Linked DNA regions of Hordeum vulgare: region 1 is linked to region 2. The links are chromatin contacts, called in public Hi-C maps. All regions are on one chromosome and are shown on one strand. Each heading gives the region's core, a stretch centred on a gene start, on an enhancer-like site or on the middle of the called end of the contact. The rest is flanking DNA. Distances are from core to core; before and after follow the strand shown.

Evidence for each region. Hi-C and Micro-C count contacts between places; a contact is called where the count stands out from the background.
Region 1: a Hi-C map of seedling shows a contact between it and region 2, with 5 times the contacts expected there. The contact joins the promoter of LOC123404689 here to the promoter of LOC123401361 in region 2. A contact is called at or near these places in 1 of 6 Hi-C or Micro-C datasets (seedling) and 1 of 1 datasets of contacts at active chromatin or transcription factors (embryo).

What each region holds. Positions count from the first base shown.
Region 1 is chr6H:97,303,428-97,309,398 of MorexV3_pseudomolecules_assembly, forward strand. It overlaps LOC123404689, which reads right to left and starts at 4,385. Exons shown (of 3, transcript XM_045098627.1): 1 at 4,310-4,385; 2 at 1,579-1,734; 3 at 1,149-1,482. The coding sequence starts at 1,734. The coding sequence ends at 1,435.
Region 2 is chr6H:96,638,081-96,644,174 of MorexV3_pseudomolecules_assembly, forward strand. LOC123401361 (polyubiquitin 11) reads right to left here and starts at 3,850. Exons shown (of 2, transcript XM_045095149.1): 1 at 3,726-3,850; 2 at 1,687-2,568. The coding sequence starts at 2,568. The coding sequence ends at 1,879.

The sequences.
Region 1 (5,971 bases), core at 3,135-5,634, 670 kb after region 2:
TTTTCACAGGATTTCCTTACAAATTTCTTTGGAACTCATAAAAATCATCTTCAAAGATTTTGAAAAAAATGGCTTCATGGAGCCCGGCCACCAAAAATTCGCACTCGAGTAGTATTATGCTATTACGCGTGATGACCCCATGTGTCCACCGGCTCATGCAAGACTAAACCGGGCAGTCCGCACCAGCAGGCGCTGCGACTGTGACTCGGCCCTAGCGCACCCACTTGTGACGACCGCACATCAATGGGTAGGCTTGGGTGCAATTCATGGGAGCTCCTAGTCGGGGCCTTAAGCACCGGCTAAGAGAACCAGCGCCCACCTTTCCTGCAAAATGGGCCGATCCAGTTTCAGGGCTGATTTTTTTGTAAGAAAGGGGAAAATCCAAAAAAAATGAACACAAAAAGTTTATAAAGCGAAAAATGGCTCACAAATTTTGAAAGAAAAGTTCATGAATTTGAAAAAATGGACTATGATCTAAAACAAAGTTCACAAAGTTTTAAAAAGTTCACAGATTCTGAAAATTAATTTATGAATTATAAAACGTTTTAAAAAAGTTCGTTGAACTGGAAAAAAAGTTCACAAATCTTTAAAAGTCCCTCATTTTGAAAAATGTTCATCCATTTCAAAAAAGAAGCTCATCAAATTTCAGAAACATTCATCAATATTCAAAAAAGTTCAAAGAATTTTAATAAAAATCGTAAAATTTTGAAAAGGGTTCGTTGATTTGGAAAAAAGTTTGTTCGTTTGAAAAAAAGTTAACCAAAAAAAGGCTGCGCTTTTTCAAAAATATTATATAGAAAATAACATGAAAATGAAAAAGTAATAAAAAGAGTAAAGAGAAAAAAACAGTCCTGAAAAACCTGAATTAAAAACCCATTTAGAAAGCTTTCGGAAACTTCACAAAACCAGAAAAACCTCTCTTTCATAGGGCCGGCCCATGACTGAATGCTGCAGGCCCGGTTAAGAAAAATGCACTTTAACTTTAACCGGCACCTGCAGCGCCAAATAGGATTTGCTGCAATTCATCCGCAGGGCAGCGCGCGATAAGTAAGAAACAGTGTATAATCCTTTCATGTACTATTAGCTTGTGCATTTTGCACTCTTTATTTTCGGGGCTTCAGCCTGAAATGTGCATGAACTGGCTTGCATACAGATCAAACGTAAAATACGGCATGATCCCTAAAAGGCACACGTATACCAAGAACGCATATTCGATATTTGAACATTTTTGCTGTCAGATCAGGTTCGCTCACATCAGGTGCCCACAAAAACAAACAAAAGGAGAACTAGAAAGGCATCCACTGATGGAACTTTGATAGCATTATTTGTGCAACTAAAAAAGACGTCACGGGCTCATAACTTTCGAACAGCAAAATCCTTTCAAAGAACCACTATCATGTCAAAGTACTGAGCCAACAGCAAAGCCACTCAAGGTCACTGCTTTTTCCCGATACCGTGAGACATGTTGTAGACACCACGACCCTGTTTGCACAACAAGATACATGTCACTGGCTAAACGGAAACAAGAATAGGTAGAAAAAAAATTACAATCATGAACAGACAAAAATCCAAACTCACAATCAAGAATAGGCTCGAGGCAGCGAGCGCAAGGGGGATGCCGACTGAGATGATCGCGTCGTGACGCCCTTTCAGGTGAGTGTGCTTGCTCAAGCTCTGGAAATACTGCTGCTGTTTAAAAAGCCTCTCACGTGGCAGAAACGGTGATTCTGTCATCTGCATTAGTGCATCACCAGAAAAGAAACTAAGACAGCATGTTGCAAGGTGGAAAAAAAGAGAGTGACAAATCTTGGGAGGGAACTGAGCAGTGTAAAAGATACATAATCTTTTTCTTTTGCAAGGAGGATGCTATAATATGAAGGGCGCTGGGCTGTAAGGTGTAAGCATAAGAAATGTAATCGGGAATCAGCACTGTTGGGATCATTGATATGAATCACTCTACTGACTTAATTTGAAGTTTCAAAAAACCTTCTAGTAGTTCCTAATAATCGCTCTACTCGATACATAATAGGAACCAGACAGTACCCTAGTCCCCTCAACCCTCCCTCCTCTAAACTAGCACACCCCAACATTTCTTGAAATGTTGCTAATCTTGTTCAAATGTCCACTTTTGACACGTAAGCGCATCATCTCCAGGTGGATCAAATTTGAGAATTTGTATGGCATCAACAGCGTGCACTTGAATGAAGACAGGAGCAGAAAAACATGCAAACTAGATAAACTATAAGTTTTTGTCAAAAAAACCACATGCACAATCGAATTGGCATAAAATATCCCCTGGGCCGTGGCGGCAGGCGTTCCAGACGACACGTGGCACCTGCCGCCACGGCCAAAAGGTGGCAGCACTGTTTATCCGGGTGCGGCGGCATCAATGCTCATCCAAAATGAACCGTATTAAAAAAAATCAAAAAATAGCAAAAAAACACAAAAAATTCTGAAATTTTGCACCCATCTAGAACACTCGATCATCTGTGCTACCAAAAAAATTCAGTTTTTTTGAATTTTTTTGCTATTTTTTTATGTTTCTCAAAAACATTGTTCAGTCGTAGTGAATCATTCCTCACGTGAACAGTGTTGCCGACTCCGGCAGTTGCGGCAGGTGCCACATGTCGGCTGACGCACCTGTCGTTACGATTCGGGAGTCTTTTCTGTCAATTTCAATCGAAATTGATCCTTTTTAGCAATTCTGTTGATCATGTCGTCTTTTTGACGAAAAATCGATAAACTACCACACCTAAGGTAATTTAGAAGAAGCTAGGAACAGCTTGTGGACCGTAATGGCATCATAATCGACAATTATATGGCTGATCATGGCTAGAACCCATACTCATATCACCATATCAGAAATAAAAGGAGTCTTAACTCTTAAGCAGGCAATGAAACAAGGAGCTCGCTTCGTAGCGGTCCCGCACGGTTGCCTTCCCATGTGGCGGCTGGCTGGCCACGGCGCAAATCGCGTTTAAGTGCATGTTTCAGGATTAAAAAAGTATACAAGAACGGCTTTTAGGTCCAAGAATGTAGTAACATCAAAAAATTATACTGTCGAAAAAGAGCATTTTGGCAGCGCATGCATGCAAAACATTTTCCAGTCCTAGTCAACATCTTATGCATATTTATTGTCAATCTTAAAAATGTTTTATCTCAGAAATTAATAATTTTATTGGAGATTCATCTTCACCGTTAGGTTCGTCTCGACAAAACTTTCAAAATAAGATCTCGTGTTGACATGTTTCGTTGATTTTTTTTGTCGTTCCTAATTACCACATTTATGTCATCATATTTGTCATCTTACAAATGTACAGTTGTCACAAAAATTATACATAGTTATCGTGATAATAATTTTATACTTTTTAAGTATTACAATGTTCTGTGAAGCTAAAAAGTGTGTATTAAAGCATTAATAATAAACAAGCAAATGCTTGAACCAGCATAAGTATAATGAATCAAGTTTTTTACTCATTCATGAAGGTGATAACCAAGTTGATTTAATGTGAGAACTATATAACAAATAATATGACAAGTAAGTCATAGTAATCTGACAAGTACCGATGAAAATAAAAATTATCAAAACATGTTAACATGGGATCTAGTTTTGAAGATCTCGTCGCAATAAAGTCAGTGATGAAAATGGATCATTAATTAAGATACCGGTTTGGAAGATAAATCATTTTTAAAATGCAACTAGCTACTATAACTCAGCAGCGTGTAAGTGCAAAAAATAGATTCCCTCTTATACTCCTATTAAACTAACCAGTACTACATTATGTTAATCGGTAAATCATCTCCGTCTTTTTAAGATCTGACACATGTGTGCGTAGGAAGCCCATTAGATTTTCCCATGAATCAATCATATATTCAAAAAATAAAAATGCCACACATATATTGAAAGCCGAACGCTTCTGTGACTCCTCCGCACAATGACATTAATTGTAATACCCCGCATCCACCATTTGGTCTCTCGGCGTGTGTCGTCATGTAACCTTGCCATTCCAATTCAGCATGCGTCGTCCCGTTCTAATTATCTCCAAGGTGTTGAGATCGCAGCACGGATGCATGGCACCAGAATCCGACGCGTGTCCAGGCGGCCAGAATCATGCATGGACGAACTGCACCACACGCGCGCCCAGCGGCTAAGCTCCGACAGGCCGGCGCCAGGGATCGTCGAACCAACGTCGACTAGATCCTAGACGCACGCGGCGATCCACATATCACGCGAGAGGCCGCACATCGTCAAACATGCGATCGAGAGCGTGGCGAGGCGGGACAGGCGGCGGGGAAGGAGAGCGCGCACCTTGGCGACGACGAGGAGGACGACGACGATCTTGCGATGGTTCGGGGAGTGGAGTGGCGGAGAGGAATTGTGGGGAATGAGAGAGACGTGAGAAGAGGACAAGAGCAGCAGCACCGCTTATATGGGCCTAAAGAGTGGTACGTGTGAGATGCGACCCATTCAACGGGCGGAGTGCGCCCATTAGCTTGCTCCTCCTCCGGCAGCTCTTATTCATGGGCCAGCCCAGGTAGCGGCCACTCAAGAAAAAAAAAACAGCTGGTGGCTCGGGTATCCGTAAAGAAAAATCTCTTGGCTCAGATTTTTTTTAAAGATCCATATATATGTTGTTGCAAAACCATATTTATTTACATTTTAAAAATATTCATTTTTTTAAAAATTCCATGGATTATAAAAAATTGTTCAGAAATTATGAAAAAGCTAAAGAGGAAAACAACCAGAAAAATTAATATTAAAAAAAGGCATATAAAATAGAAACCTAACAAGAAAATTGGTATAAAAATAGAAAAGAGAGACACCGGAGGAGAATCGCTGAAAACCAATTATTGCTCAACGCCGGAGTTGGGTCGACCCATCACACTCGCTTTATATTATTTCCTCCATCCGAAATTATTTATCATATAAACATATATAAATGAATATATCTACAACTAAAATACATCTAGATATATTTATTTCTGTAACATGACGAGTATTTTTGGACCAAGGGAGTATTTAGCACTTGTACATTGCAACTAGAAATCCATGCTTCCTCATGGCTTGCGAGTTGTATTGGAAGGGGCATGCAGAGTTTGAATAGCTTCAATAATCTATACTAGCATTTTCAGGCCCATGGGGAACCTTTCTTTCGTGTTCCTCTAGAAGAGGGGAATTTAATTATTTACTTCAATCAGTTTTTCATATTTATGTGCACATTTATCCCTAACCTTGCCTCGTATATGCATGGGACACAAAGAGAGTCCTGATATTGACGTGTTGCCAAAATGCCATTATGCCAACAGCCTCCAGACCCCCTCCCCCACATTGTCGTCGACAAGGCAGTTCAAAAAAAAAAAAAATCACCATCGATAGAGGGAATGCCAACAAAGTCTATACATGCCGTGGAAAGATGGTGGTGGGGCGTTTTATTTTCCTTGGACATCAGAGTTAAAGTGTCATGTCATGACTCTTGTGGCATCCTCCTTGTGCTCCCGCGAATAAAGGTTTTCTTGGCTCTGATGAGGGAGGGCGATCACGGCAGCATGCCTTCAACTTGATCCAATGTTTGCAGTCGCCGTTAGATAGTCTAGAGACCTGGATGTGATTTTTCTTACTTTTAATGTTCTTTGTACTGTCTTGACAATTGATGAACAAATCAAAAGTTTTTAATGCGGAAAAAATATCGGAGGGTGGCGTGGCTTCAAATCCACCTGGAAGGAAGCAATTTAGGTGGAGTTTTAGAGTTCAGGGATGGAAGAGGCATTTTTTCCGTGTTTTTTTAAACAGGGCAGATAACGAGGGGCGAATGAGATGGGTTGACCCAAAGTGTGGTTCGGCGAGGTGGCCTCATAGAACACAAATCACGACAGTCTTTGTCATTTTTATATTTCAAAAACAGGTCCTTTGCCATATGAAAAAGGAAGCATCACATGGCTTCCATCGTAATCTTATCGTGATCGGCGAGCC
Region 2 (6,094 bases), core at 2,600-5,099:
GCAGGCGAGGGGGCCGCGCTAGGACCGGAGTGGAAAGAGGGTTAGCTCCTCTGCACCGACGAGGAGCATTCACCCCTCAGCAGGATCCGCGGCGGGGGGGGGGGGGGTGGATCTCGCAGAGACCGAGAAGCCGGAGGCCGAGGAGCCGGAGACGCGGCCCGACCCGCGGATCCCGCCCCGCGCGAGCTGATCGCGCAGGCAGGCGAGCGACCGGGGGATTTTGACGAGGTCCTTGGAGCCATGAAGGCTGGTGGTTGGCCGCCGCGGCCGGAGTGGCCCGCGGCGAGAAGGGGTGGAGGAGAGGCTCTCTAGCTCATGCGGAGGCTTCCCTTTCGATGATGCTCGTTCCAGTTATGTTGCTGCAGGGGAGAAGTAAAGGAGAAACAACAGATATAAAGTACTCAATCAATGTGAATAGCAGGAATGGTACTTGCAAAAAAAAACATATAGAACCAGAGAAATGGGAACGAGGCTGACCTATCCAGGTAGTGAAGTCTACCTATGCTAAAGAGCAAGTTCAATATTTGGTTCGAGTAGCCAGCCCATTTTCAGGAGTGGCTTATTATAGTATTCTGCAAAATCATACGAACAAAGAAAGCCTATTTTAGAAGTCCACCATATCAAGGGAAAGGGAGATCAGGCTTGGCCTTTGCTTGAGGACATAATCTCCCGGCCTTATTCATGCATGATAAAGGTAGCCTTTCATAGTCCAAAGCCTTTGTGTGCTTTTGTATTGAACTCTTTTCTACAACGTTGAAGGATTGCCTTACGGAATTAGCAATGGCTTAATAAAAGGATTCAAAAAGGGCTTCTCTTAGGTCCCATACTAGATGACCATCCGGAACTGGATGTACTCGTACTAGAACATTTGGTGATTACCCACCGGGACTTCCTACTAAGTATTTGACACTTCCATCAAGAAGAAAACTGCAGAGGATAAGGAGCACCACAGTGGCACACAAAGACACAAGCGCGAGCTCCTTGTCCAACGGCGCACGCGAGGCAGCTCAAGGAGGGCTAGTGGGAGCTCGAGGAGGATGAGTGGGAGCTCATGCTCCACTGGATCATGGTGGAAAATTCCGACGACACCCATAGGCAATCACGGCGGGAGGGAATCGCGGTGTCACAGATCTGAGCGACGGTGGCGGGGCAGGTACTTGGCGACGGAGTAGGTACGTGGCGACGAAGGCGGAGCACTTCCTGTATGGCGGCAAATAACGCAGCTTGGCGGCGCTGGCCCCTTGCGACGCACGGCCGAGGAAGATAGAGTGGAGGGACTTGTTTGTAACGGCTTTGAAACTGCAAGGGCTTTTTTGTAAAATTAGCATTAAACTGCACTTGCGAGTTGCGACCAGAATTACCGGACAAAGGGAGTACATCTCATGCAGCTGGGAAAGAATTTTAACCCAAGCCGGTCGCATCCTAACGCAACTCGCATTTATCCGTCTCCAGAAGGATTTTCAAAAACAATCAGCAACAGGATCCACAAAAGACAAAAGAATACATTGCACCATCCAAATCTGAACATTACAGCAACTATTTCACTGGAACATTCAGAACCCGGGAATTAGGATCATAGTCCAGAAAGGAAATCAGAGAAGGCAGTAATAGTAAGATCATTGCAAAACTGCAAGCAAGCAATTCAAGCACAAGATATAAACTAAATAGTACATGAGCGCAAGCAGATTTATATGAAGTTCACTTATTCATTAGTTGATGATACTGCTGTACCAGCAACAGTTTAAACCACACATAACACGGTGACTCTATAGTTCATTAAACCAACCACAGTAGGACAGACGCAAACGAGAAAACAGTTCAATTGAACAGACAGGGCACCGCCCACCGGACGACCCAGGACTTCCAACGCTAGGGCAATTACTGACCACCACGGAGGCGGAGCACCAGGTGAAGGGTAGACTCCTTCTGGATGTTGTAGTCCGCAAGGGTCCGACCATCCTCCAGCTGCTTGCCGGCGAAGATCAGACGCTGCTGGTCCGGGGGGATGCCCTCCTTGTCCTGGATCTTGGCCTTGACATTGTCGATGGTGTCTGAGCTCTCCACCTCCAGAGTGATGGTCTTCCCAGTCAGGGTCTTCACGAAGATCTGCATGCCTCCCCGAAGGCGGAGGACAAGGTGAAGGGTGGACTCCTTCTGGATATTGTAGTCAGCAAGGGTGCGACCATCCTCCAGCTGCTTGCCAGCGAAGATCAGGCGCTGCTGGTCCGGGGGAATGCCCTCCTTATCCTGGATCTTGGCCTTGACGTTGTCGATAGTGTCAGAGCTCTCAACCTCAAGGGTGATGGTCTTGCCGGTGAGGGTCTTCACGAAGATCTGCATGCCACCCCTAAGACGGAGGACAAGGTGAAGGGTGGACTCCTTCTGGATGTTGTAGTCAGCGAGGGTACGACCATCCTCGAGCTGCTTGCCAGCGAAGATGAGACGCTGCTGGTCCGGAGGAATGCCCTCCTTGTCCTGGATCTTGGCCTTGACGTTGTCGATTGTGTCAGAGGATTCCACCTCAAGGGTGATGGTCTTGCCCGTCAATGTCTTCACAAAGATCTGCATCTGCAAAGAAGAATCACAGATAGGATTGGTAAGCATAAAGAAGTAGACAAGGCAAACTCACAATGATAGAGCAGCAAATATTAATGCATTGACAAGCTTCTATGGCAACACAGAAATCTACAGATTTCATTGATATAATGATTACACATAGCTGCCAGACATGCATTTTATGTACTCTCTCCGTTCCTAAATATAGGTATTTTTAGAGATTGTACTAGTGGACTACATACGAAGCAAAATGAGTGAATCTACGTTCTAAAATATGTCTATGTACATCCGTATGTAGTCCTCTAATGAAATCTCTAAAACTACTTATATTTAGGAACGGAGGGAGTAAGAGAGAAACCTAGCTTCAGGGTAATAAATCAAGCACATCGGACACTACATGTATTTGCTATCTCAATGATTCCACAAGCTTCAGGAGAAAAGAAATCTACAATCCTAGGCCGGACGATCTTGGTACAACAGCAATCTGATAAAAGTGACAGATCAGGCAGTATATGTGTGTGGAGAAATTTTTATCACACATCTACTATTATGGTTCATAAAGATTTACCAAGCTGGAACAGAACTGTAATAATAGATAAAACATACATAGATTGACATATGAGACCATATGGCATCATGAATTCGCTTGGAAGACGGATATACTAACCCTTTAATAAAAAATAGAAAATAAACACAAAATCCCTACGAATTCGCTAAAGCTTAACAAAACTACCAACGCAAATAGAAAAGCTTATACATCAAGCCAGGGACTCAACAGAGATATTTTCTTCATCAAAGAGATACCAGCGAGCAAATAGGTTCATGCACATCTAAATTTCTCACGGATTTCCATATAGCTGTTGGGCATGCTTATCAGGACGAAACCTATCTTCGGGTCAAAATCAATGGCAGTACAAGCGTCTAGAGAAAATTTATATGGAATATAAAACATGCATAGATTAACATAAGAGACCACACGTTATCAAGGAATTCATCCTGATCATTCAATACAGATTAGCACACGCGAAATCCCTACGAATTCGCTCAATCTTCACCGATCTAACCACAGATCGGAGCCAAATTCCACGGCACTACACGCCCAACTACCACGGAGTAGCACAGAAACGCAGATCCAGACGATATGGGGAGAGGGGAAGGGATCGCCGTACCTTGAAGCGGCGGGGGAGGAGGATTCGACGAGCCTCGGGTCGATTGGAGACGAGATTGGTTGGGGATTTGTTGGTTCCGTTGCGGGGAGCGGTGGTGAGGATTGGAAGCTGGGAGGGGGTCGGTATTTATGACGACTGAACGATTGGGCACGGGACCGGGTGGAGAAGGAATCCCTTGCCGTGACGGCTCCGTCTGTTTGATGGGTACGTCTCCGCGAAGGATCCGACGACGGGCGCGGAGTGTTCGAGAGAGGACGGCTGTGTACCTCAGAAAATACAAAGGAGAATCCAGCGAATCTTTCTTTACCTGTATATATCTTTATCTTTACCTACTAATTCTTATCTTTACCTCTTTACGTACTACTAAAGCAAATAGTGCTTCTTCCGTACCTCATCCAAATTACCTTTAAAGTTGACTAAAATTACACACAAATGCCAGTTATAAATCATAAAAAACGCTTTAAACAGGAAAATCTCCGGATTGGACCGGCCCATGTAGGCACCTCCTATATTACGTTCTGGGCGTTGGAAAAAGATGCAGCACACCTGTTTCGGCCGGTCCATGCGTGGACGTCTGTTTTTTTAGTTTAGTTTTTTTATTTTTCTTTTCAGTTCCATTTTGTTTTCCTACTTTAAATAATTTAGAACTTCAAACAACTTTTCTCAAATTTAAGAAACTGAGAATTTCGAAATAAAATATTAAAAAAAACATATTCTTTTAGAATTCAAAAACTACTCAGGAGTTTTGATAAATGTTTGCATATAAAAAATGTTAAAACTTTGAGAAAATGTCCATAAAATAAAAAAGTCAACGACTTTAAACAAAAGCCCGTGTAAAAATCTTAAAAACAGTTCGTGCCTGTGTTTTTAGTCTCATTTTTTATTTTCATTTTTCTGTTCCATTTTTTAGTTTAAATAATTTAGAACTTTGAAAAACTTTTGCAATTTATAAAACTGGGAATTTTGAAATAAAAGTTTGAAGAAAATATAAAATGTTTGTGAATTCAAAAAATGCTCAGGATTTTTGTAAAAATATTCGCATATTCAAAAAAATGTTCATAATTTTTGGAACAATGTTGGTGAAAACAATAAAAGTCCATGATTTTGAAAAAAAGTTTGTGTGTTATTTTTTGAGTGCAATTGAAAAAAATGTTTGCTAATTCAAAAAATGTTCATGCATTTCAAGAAATGTCCTAAGATTTTAAAAACATAATATGATCAGCATGATTGGAGATTATAATTGTTTTTCTCCCGTCGCAACGCACGGGTCCTTTTGCTATATTAATAAAGCAGCTACTGCTTCTGCCGTACGTCATAATTTTTACCCCTAAAGTTGTTCTAAATTACCCACCATGCCATTCACAAGTTAAGAAAACGATTCAGATTTTCGCTCCTGTCAAAATCGCCGTGACGTATCGTTCTTACAAGTTTGGACAAGAAATTGGTACAAACGCATGGGTAATATAGTGGCTGAAGCCGCCCCCTGCTTAAGGGCAGACTCGGGTTCGATCGAGAGATCCTGCGGCTTTTTCCAGTCTCTCCTTTTTCTTTTTATTACAACTAGCATGCACATCCTCCTTTCCACTACGTTTTCATGGCCGGTCCATATTTTTCCTATCTTTAAATTATTTCGTAATTTCTCAAAAATCTAAATTTAAAAAGTTGTGAGTTCTAAAAAAATGTTCATGAAATCATACAATGTTTGTTATTCAGAAAATTCAGACTTTGTAAAAAAATAATGAATTTAAAAAATGTTTACGATTTCTAATAATGTTCGTTATTTCAAAAATGAATTGTGGATGAGACAAATGTTCATTATTTAAAAAATATTCAAAAATTTGGAAGAATTTAGGAAAATGAAAAAGAAATAAATAAAAAAGTAAATAGAAAAACTAAGAGAAAATGTGAAACCGAAAAGAAAACATAAAACATAAGATAATAAAAAATAAAAACCAGGCAAAAAGAGATTCATTTTGCAAAAGCGATGGACACTAAACTGTTGATATGAGGTTTATGTACGAGTGGTTTAATATTGATTTTCATATTGTTTGAAATTATGCTAATAATGATTATTATTTTCATACTGTCATGTGGTCTATTTTAGTAGTTCTTCATAAGATTGATCTAAATAGCTTTAGAATTTAAGCGGTTAAGTCTTTTAGGTTTAGGTTTTACTTAGTTCTTGAGAAGTGTTTATATGCCTAGGGGTTGGGAGTAGTTTGTGATCGACGAGATTAGTTGTTGAAGTTTTAAAAATCCCATTGTGCTACACAATAACAAGTGTGGCGTGCAATGGCTGGCTCATAGTCTTGAGATTTACCACGTCAAATGCATTGTAATTACATGGATACACCGGACATCATTAAAGA